Linked DNA regions of Sus scrofa: all the other regions are linked to region 1. The links are chromatin contacts, called in public Hi-C, HiChIP or PLAC-seq and promoter capture Hi-C maps. All regions are on one chromosome and are shown on one strand. The core of a region is the stretch at or near the end of the contact, and the rest is flanking DNA. Distances in the headings are between cores, read along the strand shown.

Evidence for each region. Promoter capture Hi-C pulls out the DNA fragments that hold promoters and counts their contacts. A called contact is a pair of places that touch in the nucleus more often than the background predicts. HiChIP or PLAC-seq counts read pairs in DNA pulled down with a chosen protein or histone mark.
Region 2: a promoter capture Hi-C map of fetal liver shows a contact between it and region 1, with 2.8 times the contacts expected there. The contact joins the promoter of TMEM39A here to the promoter of GSK3B in region 1. A contact is called at or near these places in 1 of 5 promoter capture datasets (fetal liver), 2 of 47 Hi-C or Micro-C datasets (heart right ventricle and skeletal muscle) and 1 of 2 datasets of contacts at active chromatin or transcription factors (alveolar macrophages).
Region 3: a Hi-C map of liver shows a contact between it and region 1, with 4 times the contacts expected there. The contact joins the promoter of TIMMDC1 here to the promoter of GSK3B in region 1. A contact is called at or near these places in 5 of 47 Hi-C or Micro-C datasets (embryonic fibroblasts, heart right ventricle, liver and 2 more) and 2 of 2 datasets of contacts at active chromatin or transcription factors (alveolar macrophages and skeletal muscle).
Region 4: a contact with region 1 is called in an H3K27ac HiChIP or PLAC-seq map of alveolar macrophages. The contact joins the promoter of ADPRH here to the promoter of GSK3B in region 1. A contact is called at or near these places in 2 of 2 datasets of contacts at active chromatin or transcription factors (alveolar macrophages and skeletal muscle).
Region 5: an H3K27ac HiChIP or PLAC-seq map of alveolar macrophages shows a contact between it and region 1. The contact joins the promoter of GTF2E1 here to the promoter of GSK3B in region 1. A contact is called at or near these places in 3 of 47 Hi-C or Micro-C datasets (heart right ventricle, liver and skeletal muscle) and 1 of 2 datasets of contacts at active chromatin or transcription factors (alveolar macrophages).

Annotation. Positions count from the first base shown.
Region 1 is chr13:140,135,718-140,138,564 of Sscrofa11.1, reverse strand. It overlaps GSK3B (glycogen synthase kinase 3 beta), which reads right to left and starts at 1,399. Exons shown (of 11, transcript NM_001128443.1): 1 at 1,276-1,399. The coding sequence starts at 1,363.
Region 2 is chr13:140,795,707-140,798,553 of Sscrofa11.1, reverse strand. TMEM39A (transmembrane protein 39A) reads right to left here and starts at 1,456. Exons shown (of 9, transcript XM_003132656.6): 1 at 1,060-1,456.
Region 3 is chr13:140,757,311-140,760,157 of Sscrofa11.1, reverse strand. TIMMDC1 (complex I assembly factor TIMMDC1, mitochondrial) reads left to right here and starts at 1,460. Exons shown (of 8, transcript XM_021070323.1): 1 at 1,460-1,591; 2 at 1,692-1,969. The coding sequence starts at 1,776.
Region 4 is chr13:140,679,893-140,682,739 of Sscrofa11.1, reverse strand. It overlaps ADPRH (ADP-ribosylarginine hydrolase), which reads left to right and starts at 1,476. Exons shown (of 5, transcript NM_001244347.1): 1 at 1,476-1,767; 2 at 2,575-2,675.
Region 5 is chr13:139,607,993-139,610,839 of Sscrofa11.1, reverse strand. GTF2E1 (general transcription factor IIE subunit 1) reads left to right here and starts at 1,357. Exons shown (of 5, transcript XM_021070303.1): 1 at 1,357-1,495. RABL3 (rab-like protein 3) reads right to left here and starts at 1,676. Exons shown (of 8, transcript XM_021070305.1): 1 at 1,163-1,676. The coding sequence starts at 1,208.

The DNA of each region.
Region 1 (2,847 bases), core at 150-2,649:
AGGATATAATCAATTTCACATAACAGCATATACTTTAAAAAAAAAAATCTCAGTTCAATTCTCTCCTTCTTCTAGGCAACCAAATAGTTTTTCGTTGTCCTCATCATGCCCCTTTCTTGAGAAATAAGGAAACAGAATAGATATTTTTGTCAAATTCTGAAAGTACGTTTAAATAAACTCTTTAAATTCCACATAAACAGAGATACACAGGAACATCTGACACTTAGTGTACCACTCAACTAGACTTTTCTGCACAAATCTAGCAAGAGGGTCCAGTCTAGTAATAACCCTGAACAGAGCCCAAATTATACCCTATTATATCCAGGACCACAGCATTCTGCAAAACCTATGATGAAAAGGTCTAAATCCATATTCCTCTAACTGGATAGTCTTACCTAAAGAAAACCAATGCAAGAGTATTTTAAACAGTCTTAAGAAGGGACCCCTGAACTTTACATCATTTAGCATGTATGGAATGCAATGGCATCCCCAAAACTGATATATGGAGGGTCAGTGACAGTTAACATTCAACTCAGTATCTGACAACATGACAATACAAATCTCGATCAAAACCAGGACCTACTTCCAAGTTACCTTTTGATTAAATATTAACTCTATAGTGGTAGACTTAAAACAATGCATGTTGAGATACTACTGCTACTGAGTATCAACCTCACGGGTCCCTTCTAAGAGGAGGAATCAATGCTTGCCTGGAAATGTGAAAGTGGTCACTGAGCAAGTTCATCTCTGGATTAAGAACAAATGCGTTGTACAGTCACAAAGGCAAGAAAGAACTGTTAAGAGACTGTGACATTTAGCTCCTCTATTAAGTGTACAAAACTATGATAACCCCTGAGATCTGAGCTAACTATCCCTTGTTCCTAAAGACACACTGCAAAAGCACATAATGGTTTATGAATCTTGTCCTTCGCTTTATTCATGAGAATGAGCCAAGTAAACACTTCCATCACTATTTTAAGATGGAAATAAGTCAACCGCTTGATAAAGCTGGCAAGAAAACTATAAGAAATATTTCAAGTCAAATCATCCAAATAAAAATCATATTCCCTCTATTCAAGGTTAATGAGACCGGGGGAGGGAGTATGGGAGGAGAAAAGAGGGAGCTGCCTCATCCTTGACAGAAGACAGGTTTCTGCCCTTTTCCATTATCTCTGATTGTTATATCAGACATCATATTTTAAGATCCTGGTATTTCAAAGTCTCTTATTTAAAGGGTGAGGTGGAGAAAGAGTGTAAAATAAAATCAATACTCACTGCTAACTTTCATGCTGCCAAAAGCTGAAGGCTGCTGCACTGGCTTGCAGCTCTCCGCAAAGGAGGTGGTTCTGGGCCGCCCTGACATGATCACTGTCTTCCCGAATCACCTTCTTTTCCTTCCTTCCTCCTCTTCTTCCTTTTGTTTTATGTTGGGGTGTTAGGTTAATGATAAACGCAGCATTAAGTTCTCCCACAGGAAAAAAAAAAAGACTTCGTCCTCTTGGCTCTTCACTCCTTTTGTATAGCGACAAAAAAATGCGAGCGATGTATTTCTCCTTGAAGACAGATCAGTACGGATATTTAACATATAGATGATCTGGGACTGGGGAAAAAAAAAATACAATTCTCTCCCCTCCCTTTCCTTGGAGGGTAGAAATGGGTGGGAGGTCCTAAAAAATATGTATCACGTGAAACGGGGGCAAATACTTGATTGAAAATAAGTACTTTGAATATTATATTTTCCTCAGGGATTTTTTTTCCGAGTCAATGAAGAAGGGAAGCGGCGGAAGGATCACGAGTCTCACGCTTGAAAAGAAGGGGGGATGGGAAGGAGGGAGGGAGCGGGAGGGGGTGGCTCGGAGATGCGACGGGAAACGCTGCGGCTCCGGCAGCGGCGGGATCCGGCGGGCTGACGGCTGGGGCCCGGCGAACTGGAAGGCGGCGGAGTCGCGAGTCAGTCAGAGGCGGGCGGTGGCGGCGGCTCCTCTCCTCATTGCGCCAGGAGCAGCTGCAGGCGGCGGCTGGATCCAGCGGCCATGGCGGCGGCGGTGGCGGAGGCAGCTCCCTTCAGACCCCAGGCAGCGGCTCCTCGACTGCTCCCCATACGCCGGGGACATGGGAACCCGGCAACCGCTTCCGTCCCTCGGGGCCCCCTCCCCCGTCCACGGCACCGGCGCGACCGCCCTCCCTCCCGCCCCTCGCCTCTGCTCGGTCTCGCTCAGGAAGTGTCCGCGCTTTGCCCCCAGCCCGAAGCCCTGTCAGTGGCTGCGGGGCCGGCTCCTCCTCGCTTCCTTCCTTCCTTTGTCACTCGGGCCCGGGCGGCGGCGGCGGCGGCGGCGGCGGCGGCGGCAGCGGCGGCGGCAGCAGCAGCGAAAGCCCGCATTCGCCCGGGTCGGGGGCTGTTCTGTGTGAGGAGTGCCGTCTGCGCAGCCGCCTAGCTCTTCCCCAACCCCTCCCCCCTCCTACTCGTCCTCCGCCTCCTTCCTCCCCCACCCAGCCTTACACCGCCCAGCGCCCCTCCGCCCGCGTAACAGGCGTCTGAGAATTGCCGGCCGAGCCCGGCGCCCGCCCCCTTCGGCAGGGGAGCCGAAGCCCGAGCGGAGCCAATCACGGACGTCGTTTGTTTGCGGCTCCTCCCGGAAAAAGCCGATCGGCCAGAGGAGCCAATTAGAAAGTACCACTGGAAATCACGCCCAAGGGCGGAAAGTGCCGAAGATAGCCGACCGAGAAGAAGATGGGTTGGAGTGATACTGTGGCTGGCTGGAGGAGAAATTCGACAATGGCAGCAGCGGCCAATCAGAGTCGCCGGCTCTCACGAAAAAGCTTGAAGAGTTAAGAACTGTGAAGCCG
Region 2 (2,847 bases), core at 207-2,706, 660 kb before region 1:
ATTGTCAAACAAATGCTACTAATGTCTATTACCAACTTATTCTAATGAAAGAACTACTCAGATTCCAATGGCTCAGAGCCTAAGTTCTAACCTAAGCTCTGTTCAGCATTAGGGAAGTCACAATTTGTATCTTCTGTAATTTGACTTGTTTCACACGGAAGATATTACAACCAAGTAGAAGTTTACAAAAAACACCACACATATACATTTCCAATTCATATGCACTATTTTGCAGTAGGCCTTGTGAAATACAGAAGAATCAGCACTGTCCAAAATGTAAGGTTTTGTTACCAAGGGGATCTGGATTCTGAGATCAGCTGTCACATATTATCAGTCTTTGAGGTATTTAACCCCTGAGTTTCCTCATTAGGAAAAAAAAAGGCGTTCCTTGTCCTACAGAGGTTGCTATCAGGACTGACAAAGATGGGTGAAAATACTTCAGAAGGTCTTTTAAGTCTTTAAATGTAAAGCTGTTCAAGTGGTATCTCCATATGTTAGAATGAAAATACTGAAAAAAGTTCAAGAAGATGCCCACTCCAGAAAACTGATGTAAATCATCTAAAAATTACTGAAACTGTAGGATTAAAAGATCAGTAATACATAAAGACCCTAACTGAAAAGAAACTGTGCTTGCAACTATCTATAGCAAATATAGATACCAAAACTGTTTCCTAAACAATACAATTTAAAAACTGAAGAAGGACATCGTGGAAAATCCCTTGTTTTCAAAACGTTACAGTAGAATCCTATGTTTCTTCTTCCAAACAGCTTTCGGCTGCAGACTAACAAACGCCAGGTGCGACAAAGTTTTCAAACCGTTGGATGGAGGGGCTGCTGGTCTTTGCTCAATTAACGTGCAAAGGAAATAAAAGTGAGGGACAAAAAATTGGGACAGAAGAGAGGCAAGAGGATCAGGTGGGGGCGGGGGGCGGCAAGAGACCACAAACTTCAACAGACTGGCCCTTAACAGGGGGCCACAAAGCGGTCCCCGCTGCGCAACCCGGAGGGCCGAAGCAGGCCCAGGACAATCGGACAGCGCGGCAGCTCGGTAATACTCACGCATGGAGAAGGCCCGGCCAGTGGGGCGGGATCCCTGGGAAGAGGCGGCTGCTTTGCAGGCTAGACCCCAAGCAAGAGAACACCCTGCCCACGTTGAGGAACTCCAAACCAGCTGCTTGTTTGCAGACCGTCCGCTCCAGGAGAGTCGAAGAAGGGTGTCCAGGCTTCGGGCTGCCAGACCCAGACTCCGAGTCAATGCCAGAGTCAGAGCCAGAGCTAAAGCTAGAAGTAGAGCCCGGCCCCGTCAGCAACCATCCTCAGCCTCCATTACCGCGGAGCTGAGCAGACGTGGCAGCGCACAGCGATGACGTCAGCTTCGCGACGGACAGCCGCCCCAGCAGCGAGTTGGCCCCCGGAACTGCACCGGAGCCAGGGGAGCGAGCTCTCCACCTCCCCGGGCGTGCACCTGCGCAGTGAGACTCGCCTTTTCTGCTGGGCTCGCGGCCCCGCCTTGCTCGCCTGTGCTGGCCCACGTATTTCCTTCCCAGACCTGTCACCAAGCCCTCGGAAGCTAGGGGTCCTTCCTGTTATCTCAGTCTCCGAGTAACAACCGTGTTCAAGTTTATTGCCCCCGTTTTACTGGGGGATGTTGGGAGACTTAACTGCTAAAGTAAAGGAGCCGAAGACGCCAAGTCGTGCTTCAGCAACCAACCGTGCGCGTATTTTATGTTAAAAAAAGGGCTAGATGCTGGAGTTACAAAAGTGAAGATCACAAAGAGTTCACAGTCTAGTGGAAAAAACAAGACACCAGGAAAACACAGTAGTTAAAATTTATCATAATAAATGCAACTTTAAAAGTACACCCAAGGTTCAGAGATGGCATGCAAGACAGGGTAATAATCTCTGGAATATAGTGCTCCCAATACCAAGAAAATCTTCACAGAGCTTGGGGTTTAAAGCCAAGACTGCAAGAATGAATAGGCAGTTTATGGGAGAATAATTTAGTAAAGGAAGTGGCAGATTAAAAAGGTAAGAAAGTGAGGGACATCATGCGGAATTCAGAAACTGTCAGTAATCTGATGTTAGAAGAAGAGTAAGAGTGTCAAGAGGAGCACTTGAATCTTGCTCTGCAGATTTTAAGCACATAGGGAAAGCCCTTTATGTCCAGTATATGATTAGTTAACCTTCACTGAGAGATTTGTTTGGTGCCAGACACTAGACTGGTAGCTTTACATATTTCATTTAAATCTCTTAACGTTTTGGTATTATTTTATAGAGAAAACTAAAAGTAAGAAAAAATAATTTGCTGATACCCAGTTAATATAACCCAGCTAATCAATGACAGAACCAAATTTTAGAGCCAGAATAACCAATATCAAAACTAAAGCTAGTGATATTTCTAAATATTCTTTTTCCCCCGTGTATTTTTTTTTTTTTTTTTTTTTTTTAAGGCCACATCCCTGACATATGGAGGTTCCCAGGCTAGGGGCCCAATCAGAGCTAGAGCTGCAGGTCTACGCCACAGCCATAGCAACTAGAAATCGGAGCCTTCTCTGCAACCTACACCACAGCTCATGGCAACTCCAGACCTCTTGGTTCCTAGTTGGATTCCTTTCTGCTGTGCCACGACTACAGGAACTATGCCCCAAGCATTCTTATACTTTAATTCATGCAACATAGATCACCATATATTTTCATTGTATTCACCTGTAGGCTTATGGTACATTTCTTTTCATATTTGCTCTGTTAATTCCTTGCTAGCTTGCTACATTGAAACTCTGTTGATTTTCTCTTGGTTCACCAGCATTCATCTTTCATTGAGCAATTATTTATTTAGTGCCTACTGTG
Region 3 (2,847 bases), core at 211-2,710, 620 kb before region 1:
TTCCTGGCACTGTGATTAGACTAACTCAGCTAGTCACTCTATCAGTCACTTCTCTGGACCATATCTAGAGACTTCCAGCTATCAAATTCTGGAATTCTCTTTACTGTATCCTACTAAAGATTGTAATTATTTTGAATTATTCCTAGAAAGGAATAAATGATGGGTAGGAATTGGCGAAGACAATGTGTATGATTCCTAGCAAAGATCAGATGAAATTACACAAATCAGGAGTTCCCTTCATGTCTCAGGGGTTAACGGACCCAATTAGGATCCATGAGGATGTGGTTCTACCCCTGGCCTGGCTCAGTGTTGGTGATCCTGCATTGCCCTGCCTTGTAGTGTAGGTCGAAGACCTGGCTCGGATCCTTCGTTGCAGTGGCTGTGGCTTAAGCCAGCAGCTGTAGCTTGGATTTGACCCCTAGTCTGGGAACTAACATATGCTGCAGATGCAGCCCTAAAAAAAGGCAAAAAAAAAAAAAAAAAAAGAAACACAAATCAGTTTAAAAATACTTAACATGCGAGCTGTCTTGTTTTTGTTGTTGTTTTTGGCCGAGGTGGCATATGGGGTTCCAGGGCTGGGGATCAGATCCGAGTACCTAAACCATAGCTAAGGAACCAGGCAGGGATAGAACCAGGCTCCCAAGTGCTGCCAAGACACCGCGGATCCTGTTGTGCCACAGTGGGAATTCCTTCATAAGCGTGCATTTTAATAAAATTATACTTTGAAGCATATGATAGCAGAGGCTGTAGTGACAGGAAATTATTGCTGGACTACCAAGCAAACATCTGAGAGAAAGTGTCCTGCCTTTTAAGAAAGAGTAGTTATATGAACCAAGGTGAATAAAACCCATCTTGTGAAGCCCTGAACCGATTCTTCTACATAAAAATGTTCTGGAAATCTGGGTGTAACTGGCAACAAGACCCCTCTTAAAAGCCTCCTAACTTTCTGAAATCGAGAATAGACCTCGCCCAACCTCAGAGGTTTCCCGAGCTATGACAGGGTGGGTTGGGCTTGTAGTTCTGCAAACTGCCTTCCCCTTTCTGTACCCCATTTGTGTTGAACACTGCACTTTCTTCATCTACATTCCTGCTTTTTAAAATAAGCTAACTTCAAACTATTGCATTTGGAGTAGATAAGCAATGAGATCCTGCTATATAGCACAGGGAACTGTATCGAGTCACTTGTGATGGAACATCATAGAGGATAATGTGAGAAAAAGCCTATGTATGACTGGGTAATTATGCTTTACACTAGAAATTGTCAGAACACTGTAAATCAACTATAATGGAAAAATAAAAATTACATAAAAAATAAAATACGCTAACCTACTTCAGCTAATGACCCGGTCTGGTTGCCTGGAAACTGCCCCACACAGTTTCACTGGCGCAGGAGGCGGGGGCCAGACGGTGCAGAGAGCTGTTACACGCCGCCAGCTCACTTCCGGCGAGTCAGCTTGCCACCTCTAAGATCCGTCCCACCTCAAACCGGAAGTGCTTCCGGCTCCGGCTCCGCCCTCGCCCAGCCCAGTAGCCTTTGCCCTGGTTGGGGCGGGACTTCCTGTCTCGTGTGTCCAAGGGCTTCCAAAGTGAGGTTAGTCTGGGAGTGCAGGTCTGTCACGGTGTGTGGCTACCGCTACGGCCGCGAATTTGCTAGAGCGTAGTGTACCAGTATTCGTCACTTATTCTTGCAGTTATCTTCGCTCTTCTCCCACGGCGCCTCCCGGAGACCTTGGGGCCCTGAGCGCCCAAGCTGTCCGGCAGGTTCTGAGGAGACCATGGAGGTGCGGCCGCCGGCTCCACGGAGCTTGCTCTGCAGGGCGCTGAATCCTTTCCCTCGGGTCTTTGCTGCTGGAGCTGTGGCCACCGATTCCAAGGGTCTTGCGGAGGACCTTAAGCTGCCTTCCTGCGTCCCGGAAGCCCGATACCCGGAATCCGGATGGGACCGACTCCGGGAGCTGTTTGTCAAAGAGTAAAAGTGCCTACGGTCTGTGGGGAGGGGCTACGAAGGAGGTGACCTGAAACCTGGGTCATCCGGGATGAAGGACCCCAGGGTGGTGTGATTTATTTTTAAACGGAATTTTGGGTTCTAGTGCTTGTACTCCAAGCTTGTATCCTAACATAGCGGCTAGGTGGTTCTTATGATTGACAGGCCGGTTTTCAGGTGGTAAAGGTGAGCCTCATTGAATGTCAGAGCTTTTAGGGATATTTAGGGAGTAGAGTCTTAGTGTAATTACCTCGATTTTACAGATTAGAAGAATTGGGCCAAGGTACTTGGTGACGCGAGAACCCACATCTGCAGGACTGCAATATTCCTTTTCTTATATAACTTGATCCCAAATTTTGATAGTTTATGACCAATAGCCCTCCTCCCCGGCGCAAAAATGGAAGTTCAGAGATAGCAGAAAGAGTTGTAAAATTTTTATTCTGCTAAATAAGGAATATATAAAAAATAGTAGCAACTATTGTCTCATCATTTTATAAAGAAATTAGCTGGATTCACAAATAAGGATGTTTCAGAATAAAAGAAATAACCCTTTAAATTGAATTAACTTTAATGGAAAACTCACGATAATTAATTTCATCATTGTTTCGTTCATCAATTACTGGTAAAAAGTTTGCCCTTTTATGAAGTACTTTACTATATACTATACTGTGTTATCAACATTGGTTAAATTAACGTCGAAGCTTTATTATGTTGCTGAGATAGTTCAGGCAGGGGAGCTGGTGGAATTGTATTAATTACTTTATTTAGGTTTCATCATCTTTGTTTTAAAGATAAGCCGCCCTTCTTATTGGTCCTTCCAAAATTTATTTGAGATATTTGTGAAGGAGCCTATATAGTATATA
Region 4 (2,847 bases), core at 227-2,726, 540 kb before region 1:
GCACTCTTTTTTTTTTTTTTTTTTTTTTTAATTTTAGCTCTCATGATTTAACTAGGCGTGGTATTGCACCTTTGCCACATGGAGTGGCAAAGATTTGTTTAGTCCCCTGTTTTTTTGATTATCTCTGCTTCTGTTTCCTTCTTTTGAACCAGCCTTGGCCATGGTGTAGTTGGAGGTGAACTGAATATCAGGTCTCATATTTCTTTGTATCAGTGTGAAAGGGAATTAATCCTAGAGGCATTACCTTATCTGAACATTTGGATTCAATTATAGTAATAATACTATTACAAATGACGGAGTGAAATGCTTACAATGTGAAAGCTCAGTGGTTAAAAAGGATCTAAAATTGTATATACGAAATGATCTGATTTTTTTAAAATGTGCATAATATAAAGACTAAGTATTTACAGTGGGAGTGGTGTAATGTGGGTGGTTTCTATTTCTTCTAAAATTTCTTTCTACACATAACATAAAAATTCTTACTGTGAAAGATTATGTTTCCCCTTATTTCTCTCCCTATTCCCTGCAAACTCTCCCTGAAAGGTAATCATAACTGTTATTAACAATTGGCTGTGTATCCTTTGTCAATTTACACACACGCACAGAGTTTTTTTCACATAAATATATTCTTCATTCTAAAACTTGATTTTTTTTTTTTACTTAATGAAATGTTTTCAAACTTTTCCCTTGTAAGCCTGATTATTTATCCAAAGCCTATTGATTTAAATGTCTACCTTTTTTGAAAAGTTCCGTAATTATGCCATAACTTAGGAGAAGAAATCTCATTCTCCCCTGTAAACATTCTGAGGTTATTCTAATTTTCTGCTTTGGAAAACAACTCTTCAAAGAAATCCAGGAACATTTATTTTGTGAACCCATGAGGGTATTTTTTATGAGATATTCTTATAAGTTTTCACAGCTTTTCTGCTGGAAGTGTGCATTATTTTTATCATAAAAATTTTTTTATTTAAGAACAAAAACCGTAAGTCAACAGCCTAAAATGAGATCATTTGGCTGGGTCTACTCCATGAAGGCAGGGTTCTGTCAGGGCCTAGCATCCATCTGGTACACAGCAGGTATTTAATGTCTGCAGCGAAAAAGATACAGCATAGCAAACTAAAATTATGGGGAAGGCCATAGAATTTCTACATATGGTGATTCTTTTAAGGTGACATTAATTTATTCAGACAAAATACTTTTTTCTTTGCTTTTATTTACTATCAGAATGAAAAAGTCCTATTCTGCTACCAAATAAACGACAGAGTTAAAATTACTTAATTCAACCCTAACCACCACCCTAAGAGACAGGTACTATTATTGTCCCAATTTAAGGGTGCGAGACCCAGAAGCGTGACAAAGGCGCCGCGAGGTAACGTCTTCCCAGCGGCGCGATGCCAGCAGAGGCTGAGGCCTCCACCCGAGGTCACACGAGAGTGCCCAACAGTCTCACGAGAGCGGGGGCCGGAGCCCCGCCATTTCGCGGTGCCTCGGAAGCCGAAGGGGGTGGGAGGCGCAGGTCTCGCCGCCCTGACCCGGCGCTAGGGGCCCCCGCGACTCGCTCAAGCCGAGCCCGGCGCAGCTGCAAGCGCCGGAAACTGGCCCAGGTCAGCCGAACCCGAGCGCGGTCCCCGAACTCGGCGGCGCGCTCCACCCGGATTCCCCACGCTCGGCTCGGCTCGGCTCGGCTCGGCTCGGGGCGGGGCCCTCCCCGCGCCGTGACCTCCGGGCGCCCGGGCCCGAGCTCCCTGCTCTTACCAAGGCCGCCAGGTACCCTCCCCGCCGGCAGCCCCAGCGCCTGCGCGCTCTTCTTCTCGCTGCGACCCGGTCCTCCCCGCTCCCCACCCTTCTCGCCAGGTCCCCGCGCCCCCGGCGACCCGTTACACCCGTCCGCCTCCCTCATGTGCGCTCGTCCCCCGCGGTAGCCGGGGAGCCACCTCCACCTCCTGTAGGGGCCGGGCGTGTCTCCCACTCCCAGGCACCCCACCCCTCAAAAAAGCTGCGGACTGTCCGGAAGCTGCTGCCCAGACCGCAGTTTTGAACTTGTAGTTCGGGGATGAGACTGTAAACTAAAAGTTAGAGGAGTTTAAAGAATAACAGCATCCTGAGAGCGGGAGGCCAGAGCAGTACGTAAAAGCTAGAGGAAAATTTCCTTCAGAAAGAAATACATGGTCATCGTCCCCAGCCCTGCTGGCAACTCACGAAAAGGAAGTTGAGGGCTTTGGTAGAGAGGGTACAGGGGGTTAAAAGCTGGTCTTCCTAAACCAGCTAAGCTTGGTCTCTGAAGCTCGCAACGCTGGACAGGAGCCCAGGCTGCATCTATAGCGCTCCTCCTCCCCCACAATCCAGTTTACCGGTGAGAAAATCTAATCCAGGATGGGTGGCTGCTATACAATCACACACCTGATTCTGGGCAGAGCCGAGACTGTTAGCCCAGAACTCCAGATTCTAGCCATCATTTATAAACAATAAAATATGTAATGTTTTACAAATAACTTCTGTGAGCCAAGAAGTTAAGCATGATCAGTAACTCGGTAATGGTCCGCTCAGTCTGTCTTCATCTTTCACTCTTCTCAGTTGCTTGCCAGCCTTCATGCCCTGGCCCACGGCAGTGCACCTGGAGAAGGACTCCTGGAAGCCTAAGAACTTGAACTTAACCCTGAGTAAATAGGCTTTAGGTAAGAGGAGGGGAAAAGAGCTTGAGCTGAGGGGAGGATGAACTAGTCCACCAGTCTTTAAAAAAGTGTTTGCTTGGCCTGTGCAAATGGTGTGGATGGTAGAGTGGGGGCAGATGGTGAAGGGCTTCCAGACTGGGTGCTACAGGAAATAGAGCACAATGGGGAACTGGAA
Region 5 (2,847 bases), core at 108-2,607, 530 kb after region 1:
GGAACCTGCAACCTCGATTCCTAGTCAGATTCTTTCCACTGCTCCATGAGGGGAACTCCTGTTCTCTTTAATCTTAATTGAAAACCTCTTATGTGCTGGGTTGTAAGAAATAGAAAAATTAAGATGAGGGTCATACTCATCTTAATGCTAAGCCCAGTTTACTCCTAGTGTTAAAATTATTTTGACACCTTGGACACTTGACAACTGGAACTGAAGTTTTCATTTCCCCCTTTCCACTTCACTCTCATTCTGTTTCTCATTATCTCCATTCCTAAGCTCTTTAAAAACTTGGAATAAATGGTAACTTTGCATTTCATAGATATGCTTTTCTGGAGTTGACTTTTGGATATTTGCTCTGATAGACATTGTGTCAGATGTTTGGAGCCATGAGCTGTGGTGTAGATCGCAGACCTGGCTGGGATTTGGCGTGGCTGTGGTGTGAGCCGGCAGCTGTAGCTCCGATCGATTGGACCCCTAGCCCGGGGAACCTCCATATACTCTGGGTGTGGCCCTAAAAAGCAAAAAAAAAAAAAAAAAAAAGAAGAAAAGATTAAAGAGAATAAAGAAAACAAGAAGCCCAGTTGAGCGTAAAAGATTACTACTACCTGCTATTTCACTAAATAATATAGGTTAGTGTTTTAAGCACACAGGCTCTCGGTTCAAACCAGTTCTGTCATTTACAGCCCTCCGCCTCTCTTTTCTCATCTGTAAAATGGGATAACGGGCCTGATCTCAGGATTGAGTCAATATATGCAAAGCACCTGGTACAGTTTCCTAAGCGCACGTTTGATTTCCTTAATTAACAAAATCTCTTAAAGGAAAGGTCCTAACTTTGTCTCAGCACGGCGTCTAATACCACACTCAGTATCCGCATATGTTTTAAAACAAAGGATCACTAAGCTGCGGTCATCTGGTAGACAGATGTAAAAACCTAAAAAAAACAGAGAAAGGCCCGGGCTCCGCGCCCCCAACACTTGCGAAGCCGCGGCTCGCTTAAACAGAGCAAAGTCCTCTGGGAAGTGTAGTCTTTGGGCCTTGAGAGGGATGTCAGCCCCCCGCCAGAGTCAGTTCATCCGCAGATGGGTGGAGAGGGAGTGAAAGGGGAGGATTTTCATATAACTCAAAAGTGTCGGGAGCCCCAAAGGTGGGTTAAGCGGCTCACCTGAGTCTCCCAACACCAGTACTTTCACCCGATCCAGGGACGCCATCTTGCCAGCTCCTTCCTGAGGTTAACGCCTATTCCGGGATTGAAGACCAATCAGAGCTGGGTATGGAGGGCCGAGTCTTCAATGCCATTGGCCAATCGGAATGTGACTGATTTGATTGAAGGCCTCACCGTGCTGATTGGCCTGCCTGGTTAAAAGTAGCGGGTGGTTTCTAAAACTGGTCGCAGGAATATGGCGTTTTCTTTGTCGCATAAGTGGCGTGGCTCGTTTAAGCCGGTAGTTGAGGCGCAGAGGGAAGCTGTAGTGGGAGTGTACGAGGATTCGCTTTGGTAAACCTTGTTCCCTGTTCCTTGTCCTCGGTTCCCTGGTTCGACGTCGCCTTTCAGGGTGTCTTCGTTGCTTTTTCCTTAGCTGTCCTCCTCCCCCTTACTCTTTTGAGTCGGTTCTCTGCTTGGTCCTCCAAAGAACCATTGACCCCGGAGCGGCCCATGTGCGACCTCGGGTAGGACTGGCTTGGCTGCGTCAAGTGTGGCCTCTGGACTCAGCTGGCAGAGTCCGAGGGAATTTAGGGCGTCGTGGTTGTCACAGTGGGGCGGAAACGAACATTTGGGAACGGGGCTGGTCCAGAGGTTTCGCGGTGATAATGCCACTTTATGTATGAAGCCGTGGAGACTATCGTGAAGTGTGGCTAACTGAGAAAAACCAGGTGGATGTATAGAATCCACGTTATTCCAGATTTGGAATAGTAATATATCGAAATCTAACAGAACTCCCCACGTCCACTTCTTCTTTCCCTTCATTTTGCAGTTTGCAGTCAGCAGAATCCTTTAAAATCGCTAATTTGGTGCTGTCACCTCCTGCTTAAAACCATTTGAAGTTTAAGAAGAGGGTTTTCAATACCCTACCTTTCTTTACTCTGGAAGCTGCAGTGGGGAAAGTGAATGGGGGGAGGTGAGGGCTAACAGGGTGGGCATGTTTGAAGAACACGTGCTGAGGAGACCTATTGAAAGTTTTATGGAAATACTTGACCAGCTGTTATCCATACTGGAAAATCAGTGGTGAACAAGATTAAGACCCTTGTCTCCGATGTAGACATTGAGAAAGTATAACTATTCACTGCCACCAAGAAGGGGAAAGAGCTATGGGAGCATGTGAAAGGGGGATGATTCTAAACTGCTAGGGAGAATCTGAGAAGGTGTCTCTGAGGAAATGTCATTTGAGATGTGAAAAATGATTAGGAGAAGGGACTTCGGCCTTTGTTGTGGGGGCGTGTGTAAAGGCTTGGAAGCAGAGAGCATGTGTGGCTCCTGGAATTGAGAGAATGCCATTGTGGCTGCAGATGAGGCTGAGGAGCCTAGACCCAGTACAGAGAGTGCATTCACTTTCAACTTTGTTCTTACAACTCTGCCTGGTGTTTGTGTGATTAGAATACATATGGTTTAAAAACAAAAGCAACTTGCTTTCAGGGGTCTGGGTTAGGTAGGGTAGGGTTGTAGGTGAGACTGATAGGTGACTGATGGACTGATAAGACTAAAAAGAAGAAACCAGACATGGCCCCCAAAGGTCACACACTCAAAAGTCTCCAGAGGCCAGCCAAGCTCCTTCCCTTTTTTAAAGTATCAATTGCTCTTCAGCTGAGTGTTTCCATGTGGGAATATGATCTCACTTTTTCCCTCAGATA